Regions from separate parts of the Mus musculus genome. Here all the other regions are linked to region 4. Evidence: chromatin contacts called from public Hi-C and HiChIP or PLAC-seq data. All regions are on one chromosome and are shown on one strand. The core of a region is the stretch at or near the end of the contact, and the rest is flanking DNA. Distances in the headings are between cores, read along the strand shown.

The links. Hi-C and Micro-C count contacts between places; a contact is called where the count stands out from the background. HiChIP or PLAC-seq counts read pairs in DNA pulled down with a chosen protein or histone mark.
Region 1: a contact with region 4 is called in an H3K4me3 HiChIP or PLAC-seq map of forebrain, with 5 times the contacts expected there. The contact joins the enhancer-like site here to the promoter of Ccdc96 in region 4. A contact is called at or near these places in 2 of 39 promoter capture datasets (hippocampal neurons and pre-B cells), 1 of 484 Hi-C or Micro-C datasets (embryonic limb bud) and 14 of 115 datasets of contacts at active chromatin or transcription factors (the NIH/3T3 cell line, astrocytes, differentiating embryonic stem cells and 11 more).
Region 2: a Hi-C map of muscle stem cells shows a contact between it and region 4, with 3 times the contacts expected there. The contact joins the promoter of Htra3 here to the promoter of Ccdc96 in region 4. A contact is called at or near these places in 1 of 39 promoter capture datasets (liver) and 1 of 484 Hi-C or Micro-C datasets (muscle stem cells).
Region 3: an H3K4me3 HiChIP or PLAC-seq map of forebrain shows a contact between it and region 4, with 4 times the contacts expected there. The contact joins the enhancer-like site here to the promoter of Ccdc96 in region 4. A contact is called at or near these places in 3 of 39 promoter capture datasets (cranial neural crest, liver and stem cell-derived epiblast-like cells), 3 of 484 Hi-C or Micro-C datasets (CD8 T cells, embryonic stem cells and muscle stem cells), 8 of 115 datasets of contacts at active chromatin or transcription factors (the NIH/3T3 cell line, differentiating embryonic stem cells, embryonic stem cells and 5 more) and 1 of 9 other capture datasets (adipose tissue).

The regions. Positions count from the first base shown.
Region 1 is chr5:35,969,624-35,972,323 of GRCm38.p6, forward strand. The region is part of intron 9 of Afap1 (actin filament associated protein 1); the gene reads left to right. Among named protein-coding and RNA genes, the nearest start is that of Afap1, 78 kb to the left of the region's middle. Within about 2 kb of position 1,283, at least 67 of the 459 cell types and tissues checked have an H3K27ac peak or open chromatin away from gene starts, as enhancers often do. A contact at or near this core is called in astrocytes, forebrain, oligodendrocyte precursor cells and 1 more, where this site is marked.
Region 2 is chr5:35,678,332-35,681,031 of GRCm38.p6, forward strand. It overlaps Htra3 (HtrA serine peptidase 3), which reads right to left and starts at 1,449. Exons shown (of 9, transcript NM_030127.3): 1 at 613-1,449. The coding sequence starts at 1,015.
Region 3 is chr5:35,906,916-35,909,651 of GRCm38.p6, forward strand. All of the region lies in intron 1 of Afap1 (actin filament associated protein 1), which reads left to right. Among named protein-coding and RNA genes, the nearest start is that of Afap1, 15 kb to the left of the region's middle. Within about 2 kb of position 1,261, at least 144 of the 459 cell types and tissues checked have an H3K27ac peak or open chromatin away from gene starts, as enhancers often do. A contact at or near this core is called in the NIH/3T3 cell line, adipose tissue, forebrain and 3 more, where this site is marked.
Region 4 is chr5:36,483,333-36,486,032 of GRCm38.p6, forward strand. Ccdc96 (coiled-coil domain containing 96) reads left to right here and starts at 1,256. Exons shown (of 1, transcript NM_025725.3): 1 at 1,256-2,700. The coding sequence starts at 1,320. It overlaps Tada2b (transcriptional adaptor 2B), which reads right to left and starts at 953. Exons shown (of 2, transcript NM_001170454.1): 1 at 456-953. The coding sequence starts at 725.

The DNA of each region.
Region 1 (2,700 bases), core at 33-2,532, 510 kb before region 4:
GCCAATAAGGCCAGCCTGGGCTATTCTGGGCTAGACTGGACTAGTCTGGGCTATCCTGGGCTATGTACTGAGTACTAACCAGCCACAGCAACATAGTAAGACCCTATACCAGAACAAAACAAGACCAGGAATACGCCCTTGTAGATTACTATTCAGAGCCTGCTTCCCATCAGTGTGAACACACGCTTCCTTCAGAGTCATTCTGTTTACAGTCCCCTCTTTCCTACTGATTCCCCTCCTTGGGTTCCGAGTCAGGAAAGAATAATAGCATCCATAGGTACCAGGAGCTACGTGCACCCCAGATCCCTGGACTATTTATCATCAAGTAGTTGCTGGGAACAGGACAGACTCAGGTCAGCTGGTAATGAAGGTCTCCATGTCATATTCCTTTCTATGAGGAGAGAACTTGGCTGGAGTGCAGACAGCTGGACAAAGCTGTGACCGAGTTGGGAGAGGCTGGGGACACTGCCACACTGCTCCTGGCCAACCTCTCCATCTTCCTGGAGCTCTTGGGGACATAGTCTTTCTTCCTGCCTTTGTCATCAGCCCTTGAGATGACAGCAGTCTGGAGTTAAGGAGAGTTTAGCTTCTGCTTTTTTTTTCAACTGATCTAGGTTAGAGATAATAAGAAATTATTGTTTTTGAGACACGGTCTCACCATATACACCAGGCAGGTCTTGAACTCACAGAGATCTGCCTGCTGCATCTGTCTCCTGAGCGCCGGGATTCAAGACTAGAGGTAGAAATGCTTTAAGGAGGAATGGTTGTGTATTAATTAACATGGCAAGGCAGGTCAGAGGTCACAGTCTGGGCCCTCCTCTTGCAGAGGAGAATGGCGTGCCTCAGAGAAGTCATGAGTCTCGGGCCTCAGCAGAATTGGTGGCCCCTGCCCTCACAAGCGGGTGACTCCACTCCTCAATACTCTCTGACTCCCTGTAAGTCATGGCACTTCCTTATCAGAAGAGCACAGCGTTGCAGGCCTGCCCACAGATGCCCACAGCATTACTGTCTCCATGCTAGTCAGTTTCTTGAGAGCTTGGGTGATCCTGAGAGCAGGGGCCTGAGACTTTGCTGGTCACAGCTCTGGCTTCTGCCGAGACAATGGCCTCTGTCCGCACAACTCTAAAATGGACACGCAGCTCTCTGCCAGACCAGAGGTAAGGGTACGTGTCTCTAGGGGAACAGGGAACAATGGCCATTTTCAGCCTTTCAGAGCAGCTGCAGGGCTCTCAGCAGAGGAAGGGAGCTGGACTGGGGCCCGGGGGGACTGACCCTGCCAAGCTGAGCCCCTGCAGCTGCTGGGAGACAGTGCTAAGCTGATGGGGCCAGAAGGGCAGAGCAGCTGAGCAGGCAGAAAAGGGTCCCGGGAATTACTGAGCTGAGCTTGGTGCACACCTGTGCACTGCAGTCTGGTTAAGCTAGACGGGGTGCTGTGGTTTCCTGGGGTGCTCTTGCAGGGCTTTCGTGGGTGGGGAGCAGAGCTGCAGAGGTAGCTGGGTGGCCCTAGGTGCCATCTTCATCCCTTGAGAGGCCTTTGAGGGATGCATTAGTGTTGGTCTGGGCAGCTTGTTTGCAGCCCTCCGGGTAATGTACCCAAGAGACACACCAAGACTCCAAACCCAAGATGATTTTTTTTTCCTGGCCTTCCATGGTCTGACAAAGTCCCAGGGTTCTTGTTATTCTATAAGCAAAGCCGTGAGACCTGGAAATGTACCCTCCCTCCAGCCCTCCTCCTGTCTGTCTACCCTCTCTCTGCCCCACACAGGTGCCTTATACTAGTCACATCATCCTAGGTACAAGCACAAAGGCCTCCTCTTGCTGTCCACCTGGGAGCTCAGACTGGTCCAAGCCTCATTGCATTGCTAGATTATGACACTGCTCTGCAGTGTCACCATCACTCAGCGCAGGGCCCAGAAGATGCTGGCAAGGCCACTCATTGCTTTGGGGATTCGGGCTGCTTGTCTGGGATGTGGGTTCCAACGGTTCCTTGGTTTCTGTGAACATGGGAGGTGAACTGGGCAGGGGCTAAGGGTCTGTGTTACCACCACTGTCTATTCTTTACCTGCTGTGCTTTAAAGTCAACGAAACACATCTGCACACTCAGCCCTGCCCAGGCTCGGGTGAAAAAGGTAGACTCTGAGGCCTGTAGAGTTAACTTTAGAATTCAAACGAGACCTTGTTTAATCTTGCCTTTCTTTCTGTAGAATTTGGAGTGGAAAGAATCTCAAAATATTAAACTGAAATTACCCAGTTTTAAAGATATATTAGCACATTACTATAATATAAGTGGGGTTATAAAAATAGAAAAAGAATAAAAACCAGTGGAAAAATCAAACAACAAATCCCTCATCTAATTGTTCCCCAGAAGCCTCCAAGCCCGTCCACATCCAGGTCTTAAGGTCCTGGCTGCACTCTGCCGCCCTCTGGTGGCAGATGTCTGCTTTAGCTGGAAGATCTGGCAGATCCCCGCCTGACCTTATTCACCTCTGTGTTCCCTCCCCAAGAAAATGAAAACTTGGGAATCACTTCTTGAGAAAGTGAGGTGCCATGGGGGCCTGTTGACAAACACAGCTGTGAACATGTCTGAGTTTCCTGCTTCTCTCTCTCTCTGAAACTTAAATCCCAAGAATGTATTAAAATATGGTAATGTCCCATGAAGTCATGCTTTAACTTAAGGGAGGACCTGTCTCATGCAATCAT
Region 2 (2,700 bases), core at 199-2,698, 800 kb before region 4:
GATACACTGTTTCCAGTTAGGGACAGTCAGGCCAGAAAAGATTTTTTTCTTACAAATGGCTCAATCTGTAAAGAACAATTCCATTCTTACTGGTTTCTGCCCAGAACCTGATGTTAATAGTATCTGTCACATGGGAGAGCAGAGAAGAGTACACCAAACACAACCATGAAGGGAGCAGAGTAATGCAGGTGCCTGGCCACCCTGAAAACCCTCTGCCTCTCAGACAGCCAGGCCCAAGACAGGCACACAGAACCAGCACCCAGCACAGCCTGACAGAAGAAAACAGAGCAGGAATTGAAGACAGAGACCAGGAAAAGATTGCTTGACGCTCGTTCCCTTGTAAGTCACTGGAGGACTCTAAGAAACAGGAGTGTGGCTGGGTCAGAGCCTCACAGCCCACCAGACGCTACCAGGCTGCCACACTAGAGTTTAAGTCTAACTTTTTGTGACTTTGGGGACAGCATTTATCTCTTGGGGACCTCAGTTTCCCCATCTAGAAAGCCAGAGGGTTGTGTGAACTATTCTTAAAAGGCTGCCTAGTGGAAGTGGACAGATTCCCCTGGACCTCAGTTTCCTCAGAGTAAGGCTTTTTTGATTCCTGGTGGAGCTTACCAGAGGGACAGGCACCCTTCTGCAGCTGGCGCACTGGAGTCCCGGAGACCTGCAACGCACGACGGCTGGCGGCCTGCAGCGCGCACACGTCGGCATAAGTATGCCCGTCTGTGCCACACACAGTGTGGGTCCAACGGCAGCGGCACACGCCGCGCACGCACTCCAGACTGTCCCCGCACGGAGAGTCCAGGGGGCGGCCGCAGGGCTCGCCCTCGCTGGCAGCGCACACCAGGCAGCAGTTGCAGAGGTCAGGCACATAGCCCCCAGGGCAGCGAGGGCTCGGACAGCGCGACACGTCGCAGCGCGCAGGACACGGAGCCGCTGGGGGCTCCCGGGCCAGAGCCAACACAGCCAGCGTGGCCAGAATGGCCAGCGTGGCGGGGAGCAGCGCGCGCGCCTGCATCGCGGAGAGGCGGCGGCGCAAGACCCGCGGGGATACCGAGGCCCGAACCGCTCAGGCGCACTCTGGCCCGGAGCGCAAACAGGGCATGGTGTGGGGACTGACCCGGGCCTCTCTCAGCCGAGCTTCAGCAGGCGCTTAAAGGCCAAGACAGTCTGCCCTCGCTGGAAGGGGCGGCCCTGCCCGCCGCCAGCCCCGCCCCTGCCCCACGGGACCCCGCCCCGGCTGGTGGGGACCCACCCGGAGCCTCCTGCTCCCCGCTTGCCTGGTGTGCACTTTGGGTGACAGGTCTGCCGGCCCAGAATGAGGGTCTGGGAAAGGGGAGCTGCTTCGGAATACTCCAGTCCTAGCCAGGGACCTGACCGCAACCCCAGAGACATGAACAAGTCCAAATTCTGTCCCTAGCTCTCCTTCACAGAGGAACCCCTACTCTACTTGAGCAGCCAAGCTCAGCAAGGCCCCAAACCTAGACCCCTCCTGCTCTGCATCACTCCACCGGGCAACATTGGAGCGGATACTTAGAAAGCAGCCAGGTGCTCCCTTCCTCCCATCTTCAGCTGGAGGGGGGCCATCTGCCTTGGATCTATTCTGGGCTCTCTCAGATCTAGAACTCTGGTTGCTGCCTGTTGTCCTTCTGTTTCTTCTACAAGGATTACTGAGCACCTCCTACCTCAGAGTCGTTGGAAGTGCCAGGACACCAGGCAGTACCAGGACACCAGGCAGTGCAGGAACAGAAAGCACCTGCTCAACTTTCCCCAACACTTTGGTGCCTCCTCATGCAATCACCAAGCTACTTCAGACCCAGGACAGGTAGCAGGGTACAGGAGGTCAAGTTGCTAGTGGCTGGAGCTTCAGGAGTCAGAGGACCCAACAGAGCCTCCCTGGGAGGTGGCCCTAGACTGAATGAATCCGTTGTTCCAGGGGCTGGAGAACCTGGTGTGCAACTCTGGAGGGAAAGAAAGCATAGTAGAGTAGCTTGGCAGGAAGCTGTTACCTTCTGCAGTTTCTCAACAGCACTGGAAACAGGTAGCACACTGGAGGGTGTGTGGTGTGGTGTGGTATGGTGACACCTCTGCTTCCATGAGTTGATAAAGCCACACATACCTTGGATGGATGTTGGTGGAGGGCAGAGGAGGAAGGCCTGGGGAGCAGTCTGGTTCCAGGTCTGGGAAAAGCCCAGTAGCCAGGAAGCAGAGTGGCCTCATCAGACTGAGTTGTTTGGGAAAAAAGGAAGTGGGGTTCCAGGTGTGAGCACTCACCTAGTAGAGGTGGTAGTGTATGTGTGTGTGGTGTATTGGGGGGGGGGTAGTGATGTTGTGGTGTTGTGTGTGAGGAGGGGGAAAGCATTACTTTCTCTTAACAGAAGTGCAGGCCAGGTCTCCCTCCGGACTTCTCCAATGCAGATGGGGAAATGATGCAAACAAGGTTTTGCTCTACCGTGTATGTCATGGCAAGCTGTTCCACATGTTTGAGTAGGTTCCCTGTGCCCTCCTACCCCTGGGGTGAGTGTGGGGGCCTCAGAGTGAGGCTGGAAAATGACAGTGAGTTACAGGTTTCACTCACATTCGCTTTGTCCGAGGTCTCGAGTCCAACTTTTTCCCTCTGGGTCACATCATCCTCCCTGGTCACCTGACCTGACCCTTACTATGGCTGCATAAATGCTTTCAGTCACCTGTACAGAAGGGAAG
Region 3 (2,736 bases), core at 11-2,510, 580 kb before region 4:
GAGTTGAGTTCCACATCTGAGGAGGCCAGAGCTGTCAGAGCCCGTGGAGCTGGAGTTAGATGGTTATGTGTTACCTGACATGGGTCCCCTGTGTGTGCTGTTCGCCTCTGAGCCATCTCTCCAGCCCCAGAAGGCCCTTGGTAATTTTGTCTCCTTTTCTGTCTGTGTTTGATGGGACTTCGTGTTATCTTTCCTTCGATACACCTTTAAGGGCTGCATATGCCTGTGACAGCTGACCTTGCTGTCTCTCCACCTCAGCAGACACTTCCCACACCCCTCTGCTCACTGCATTGGTATGATCTGTCCAAGACACAAATGAAGGAACCTTGGACAACGGCCTGTGCACTTTCCCAAATACAGTTGGAAATGTATAAATTGCTTACTGTTAGGAAGCTGGAAGACATGTGAGAGGCTTCTGTTTGCAGTTTTAAGGTCAGGGGGGACTCCCAGCCCCACAGGGACTGTGCGGCACATTGGCCAAAGTATTGGTTTCAGAGTCAAAAGATCTTTATGTCCTGCTTCAGTAAGAGGGGATGGGAGGGGGATTATTGGAAAACTCACTGAATTTTTGTGAGATTGGTGTTTTTTATTTTTTAAAGTTATTGTATTTTTAACTGTGTGTGTGTATGTGTGTGTGTGTGTGCACTCGCACTTGCTTGCACACATTGCATATGAGTGCAATGCCTTCAGAGGCAAGAAGAGGGTGTCAGGTCCTCCTGGAGCTAGAGTTCCAAGCAGTTGGGAGGCATCAGCTGTGGGTGCTGGGACCTGAGCTCAGGTATTCCACAAAAGCAGGAAGTGCTCTTAACTGTGGAGTCATCTCTCTATCCCTCTTGGTTTGTTTCCTTGATGAAATGAGCTAAGGAAGCAGTGTGTCCCGAGAGCAGGTGAGCTATACTGTGGCATGGCTCAGCAGCCTGTAAGGCATCATGTCTACTGGGAATACAGCTGTGTAAACAACTTCTCTGGAACTTGAAGAAAGCACATCTGTAATTCTGCCCGAAAACCTGAAAGGGACAGCATGCATGGTTTATGCCCGTGAGCCCTGGGTGAGGTCGAGCCTGAGACAGCCCCCTTAGGTCTTATGACAAGCCGCGCTAACCTAGGACACCTGCCCCACCATGGGAAGGAGGCATGTGCTCCTCCTGCCTGCATGCGATGGGTGGGGTGTCTCCAGTGGAGCAGGACAGGAATGCACATCATGTGGCTCAGAAAAAAAGCCTTCTGGTCTTCCTGTACTTCGGGTAGTCTGTGCCAAGGAGGGAGGGCAGGAGTGAGGAGTCACTTTCTGGTAACCTGCCAAACCTTCCGCAGCCGGTCTGCCTACAGAGTGACCCGCATGACAAGTAGAAGACAGTGAGAGACAGATGGACCGTGTCTGCTCAGTGCTTTACGGCTTTTGTGGCCTCAGAGCAGTCAGAGACAGGGCTGCCAGCTTGCTAGCTTTCCGGGGAATGCCGGGTCAGAGGAGAGGCTGAGACAGTGAAAAGAACACAGGTCACTTTTCACTGTGCTGAGAGTGACTGCTGGGAGCAGGGGGGTGGGGGGTACAGGGCAGGGGTGGGGGACACCAGAGTGTGCTCTTCTTATATTAATATGTCTTAGCCAACTCAGGCCTCATCCATTACTAACCCTGACAGCAAAGGGCTTCTAGGAAGATTAGTGATGCAGGAGGAGTTGCAAGGTTTGCAAGAAACTGAAGGCTTGCTTGAATTGCTATTAGTGGAAGGCCTGTAGGTGTGAAACACTTTAAATGTTCCTCCAGCTTATGTGTGTATGTATGTGCATGTGCCTGTTTGTGCGTATGCGTGTATGTGTGTTCCTTCAGCTAGTGTGCGTGTGTGTGCCTGTGTGTGTGTTCTCATTTTCCTTTCCATCTCCTAGGGATGGAAACAGGGCCCTATGGCTCCTTTCCTGGCTGGTGGCTGAATTCCTTCAATGGTATCTCTGTCCTCCGAGTTTCTGTGCTGTTAGTTATTTATCTGTCCCCGGGGCTCAGAGCAGAACCAGTAGTGACACGGAGGGAGCAGAGGCCGCAGAGCTGGCTTCTTTTGTGCTGCTGTGTCCTCCATTTGCACCCCGATCTGAAGCGTCGCTGTGCTGAGGGGTGTGTGTAGGCAGTACACTTTCACTGTGGTTCAGGCATGAATTTCCTCCCAGAATTCCCCGGGCTCAGTTAGTCCCCAGGCTTCTGGCAGGGAGCAACAGGAAGTATTTTGTGTAGAAGCCTACACCCAAATCTCTCTTCACCTGCAAGTTTATTTGGTTTGGCCTGAAATAAATCTGGGATCCCAGTTTCTTTTTCCTAAAACAGAGAGTAAGTGCTCGTCTGTTGTCACAGGGTAGACAGGTCTGTGGTCACAGGGTAGAGGCTGCCCTGTCTCAACCTGTTTCTAGTGCTCAGAATCCCAATGAGTGTGTTGACCTGAGCCAAGTGTGTGAGTGTCTGGGACAAGGGCTTTGCAACCCTGGCTGCACAGGGGATTTTTGAGACAAGCAGGCCAGCTGCGATAGAATCTCTGAGAGTGGAGTGCAGGGAGATGTTGCTTTTAGGGATCTCTTGATTGTTCCTGTGTACAGCAGAGGCTGAGAACCCCTGGTCTGAGGTGTTGCGGTGTTGCAGGTAGGAGCAGTGCCGAGGCTTCCCCTCTACTGAGCCTTGCTTCCTGCAGACAACAGGGAACAACTTGACACTCCATCTGGCTGGAATCTCCCATGAGCACACTTACCGGCCTT
Region 4 (2,700 bases), core at 6-2,505:
ACAAGATACTGCTACTCATTGAGAACCTTAGCACAGGGCACATGCTGACACCCACAGAAAGCACACGAAGCCCTGAATGCAGACTAAGTGCAGGCGGGACGGGCAGCCCCAGGCTTCTGGCCTTCCCCACCACTATGCCCAGGAGAACACAACCGTACTAGGGGAACTCAGCAAAGGACAGTGGGATCTAGCTTGCTGCCATCTGACTCAAGGATAAGCCTGGCAACGCACAGGGCCTACCCTCTACCCGCGTTCAATGCACACCTCTTGAGGACGAGTGTGAAGGGCAGACAGCTCCGTGTCGGGGCAATGGGTCAAGGCCCTGCTCTACCAGCTGTGTGACCGCTGGTGACCAACACGTTCCGGACACAACCATCCGACCACCTGCGGCCCTCCGCAACGTACACCGAGCCAGCCAGCCATGCCCTCCCTTCTAGCCGTAGCCCGCCGCTCACCCAGTTGCCGAAGCCGAACTGCTCGATGGCGTCCAGCAGCAGCTGCTCCTCGCGGCTGGTCCAGCCGCCCTCCGCCTCAGGACCCCAGAGTGTGAATCGTCCGCCGTCTACCAGCTGGTAGCCGTGGTAGCGGCGGTGGTGGCCGATCTCCGCGCCGGCCGAGAAGCACTCGGGGCACAGCTCGATGTCCTGGCACTCTGTGCAGCGGAAGCGCAGCGGGCTCACCTCGGCCAAGCAGTACACGCAGTACTTCTTACCCAGCTCCGCCATCTTCCCCCGCTCGCCCGCCGCCCGGCCCGCAGCCGCCGCGCCCCCGGCCGTCAGCGCCCCGCCGCCTGCCGGGCTCGCTGCGCCCGCCGCGCCCGTGCCGCTGCCGGCCGCTGCCACGGCCGCCCCCGCCCAGGCGCCGCCGGAGCCGGCCAGGCGGGCCGCGTCCCGCCTCAGCACGCAGGCGCCCTCCGGCCCGGCCCGGCCGCCGCCGCCGCAGCCGCTGTCTCCCCGCCGCATCGCGCAGGCGCCCCCCGCGCGCCCTCTCGCGGACAGCCGAGTCTTTGCTCTGCGCCTGCGCGCCGGCGCCTCCCGCGGCCTCATGGACTGGAGGAGCCGCGAGGCCCCGCCCTAAGCCTGTCAGCCGGCGGGGCGCGGACCGGAAGTAGGCCGTGCGGGCCACGCCTCTCGGGAACCAGCGTCCAATTAGCGCCTCCCTTCACCTGTTCGCAGATCTTCATTGGCCTAATATTGCCGGGAGGTGGAGAGAAATGGAAGGCGGGTGACCAATCGCGGGGCCCACCGCGCGCCCTGGTTGCCCCGGGAAACCTAACAGCAGGCATCAGCCGGCCTCAGAGCGGGGCCGGCGGGTCGAAAATGGACAGCCACTACGGGGACATCGAGGGCAAAGACCGAGCCGAGGAAGGCCTGGCCAGGCAGTCGCTCGAGATCAAGGTTAGCTCCGAACCTCTGACTCCGGCCAACCCTGTAGAGCAGGAGCCAGAGCCGAAGCCAGAGCCGGAGCCGACGCAAGGGCGGGAGCCTGAGAGCGAGACCCAGCCGGTGTCGGACAGCTCAAAAGCGAAGGATTCGGAGGGGATCGATTACGCGCATGTTGAGGTCCCGGAAAGTCCGGGGGCCGCTGAGACCGCGGGCGAGGCCGTGTCCCGAGAGCCAGAGAGTCTGCCACAGACCCAGCCCAAGACCAAGCCGGAGTCCAAGGAACCAGAGGACAAAGACGAAGACGAGGATGAGGACGAGGATGAGGACGAGGACGAGGACGAGGATGAGGATGAGGATGAGGATGAGGGAGAGGAACGGGACAGGCCAGAGAAGCCGAAGGGCAAGGGGAAGAGGGAGAAGAGGAAGGAGTCACGGTTCCGGCCATCTCTACCGCTGACCACAATTGTTGAGGAGGGGGCTGCCCCAGGCCCACAAGCTGCGAAAGAGAAAGCAAGGGAGTCACTGAAGAAGAGAGACAGTGAAGAGATCGAGGGGACAGATCGAGAACGACACAAAAGCACAGAAGAGCAACTTCACCCTGGAGAGGCCAAGGAAGAGGAGAAACAAAAAGGGGCGTCCACTGAAGAGTTTGAGTGGACAGCGGACATGCAGAAGCTGCAAGAGCAGCAACTGCGCGGCGAGCTGGTGGAACAGTACCACTCCCTGCTAGTGGAGCGGAACCGTTATCAGCGCTACAACATGTACCTACAGCAGAAGATTCACGAGACCCTACGCAAGAAGGGGCTGGAAGCAGCGGCGGAACCTGGGGACAAGAGCGCTGAACCCGAATCTCCCGAGAAAGAGCAAGCATACTTGCGCTATCTGGCCATGCTGGAGGAACTGAAGAAACAAGAGGCAGACGACTTAGAGTGGTACCGTCAGGAGGTACGGGAGCTGAAGCAGCAGTGCCAAGAGAAGCAGACCAGGGTGGAGAAAGAGTGGCGGCGCTTCCAGGCCCTCAAGAAGCAGGTGGTGATGCAGGTCATGGGCAGTTGCCGCACGCGTGGTGGGCGCCAGGCTGCCCTGAGAGAGGTGGAACAGCTTCAGGCCCTGGAGGATAAGAAGGAGAAGGAGATGAGCGCCGTGCGTCTCGAGAACGTGCAGCTGAAGCAGAGCCTGGTACACTTTGAAACCAGGATGAAGGCCCAGGAGGACTTGGCTGAGGGGCTGCTCCTCATCGACTTTGAACAGCTCAAAATTGAGAACCAGACCTTCAACGAGAAAGTAGAGGAACGAAACGAGGAACTTTTAAAAC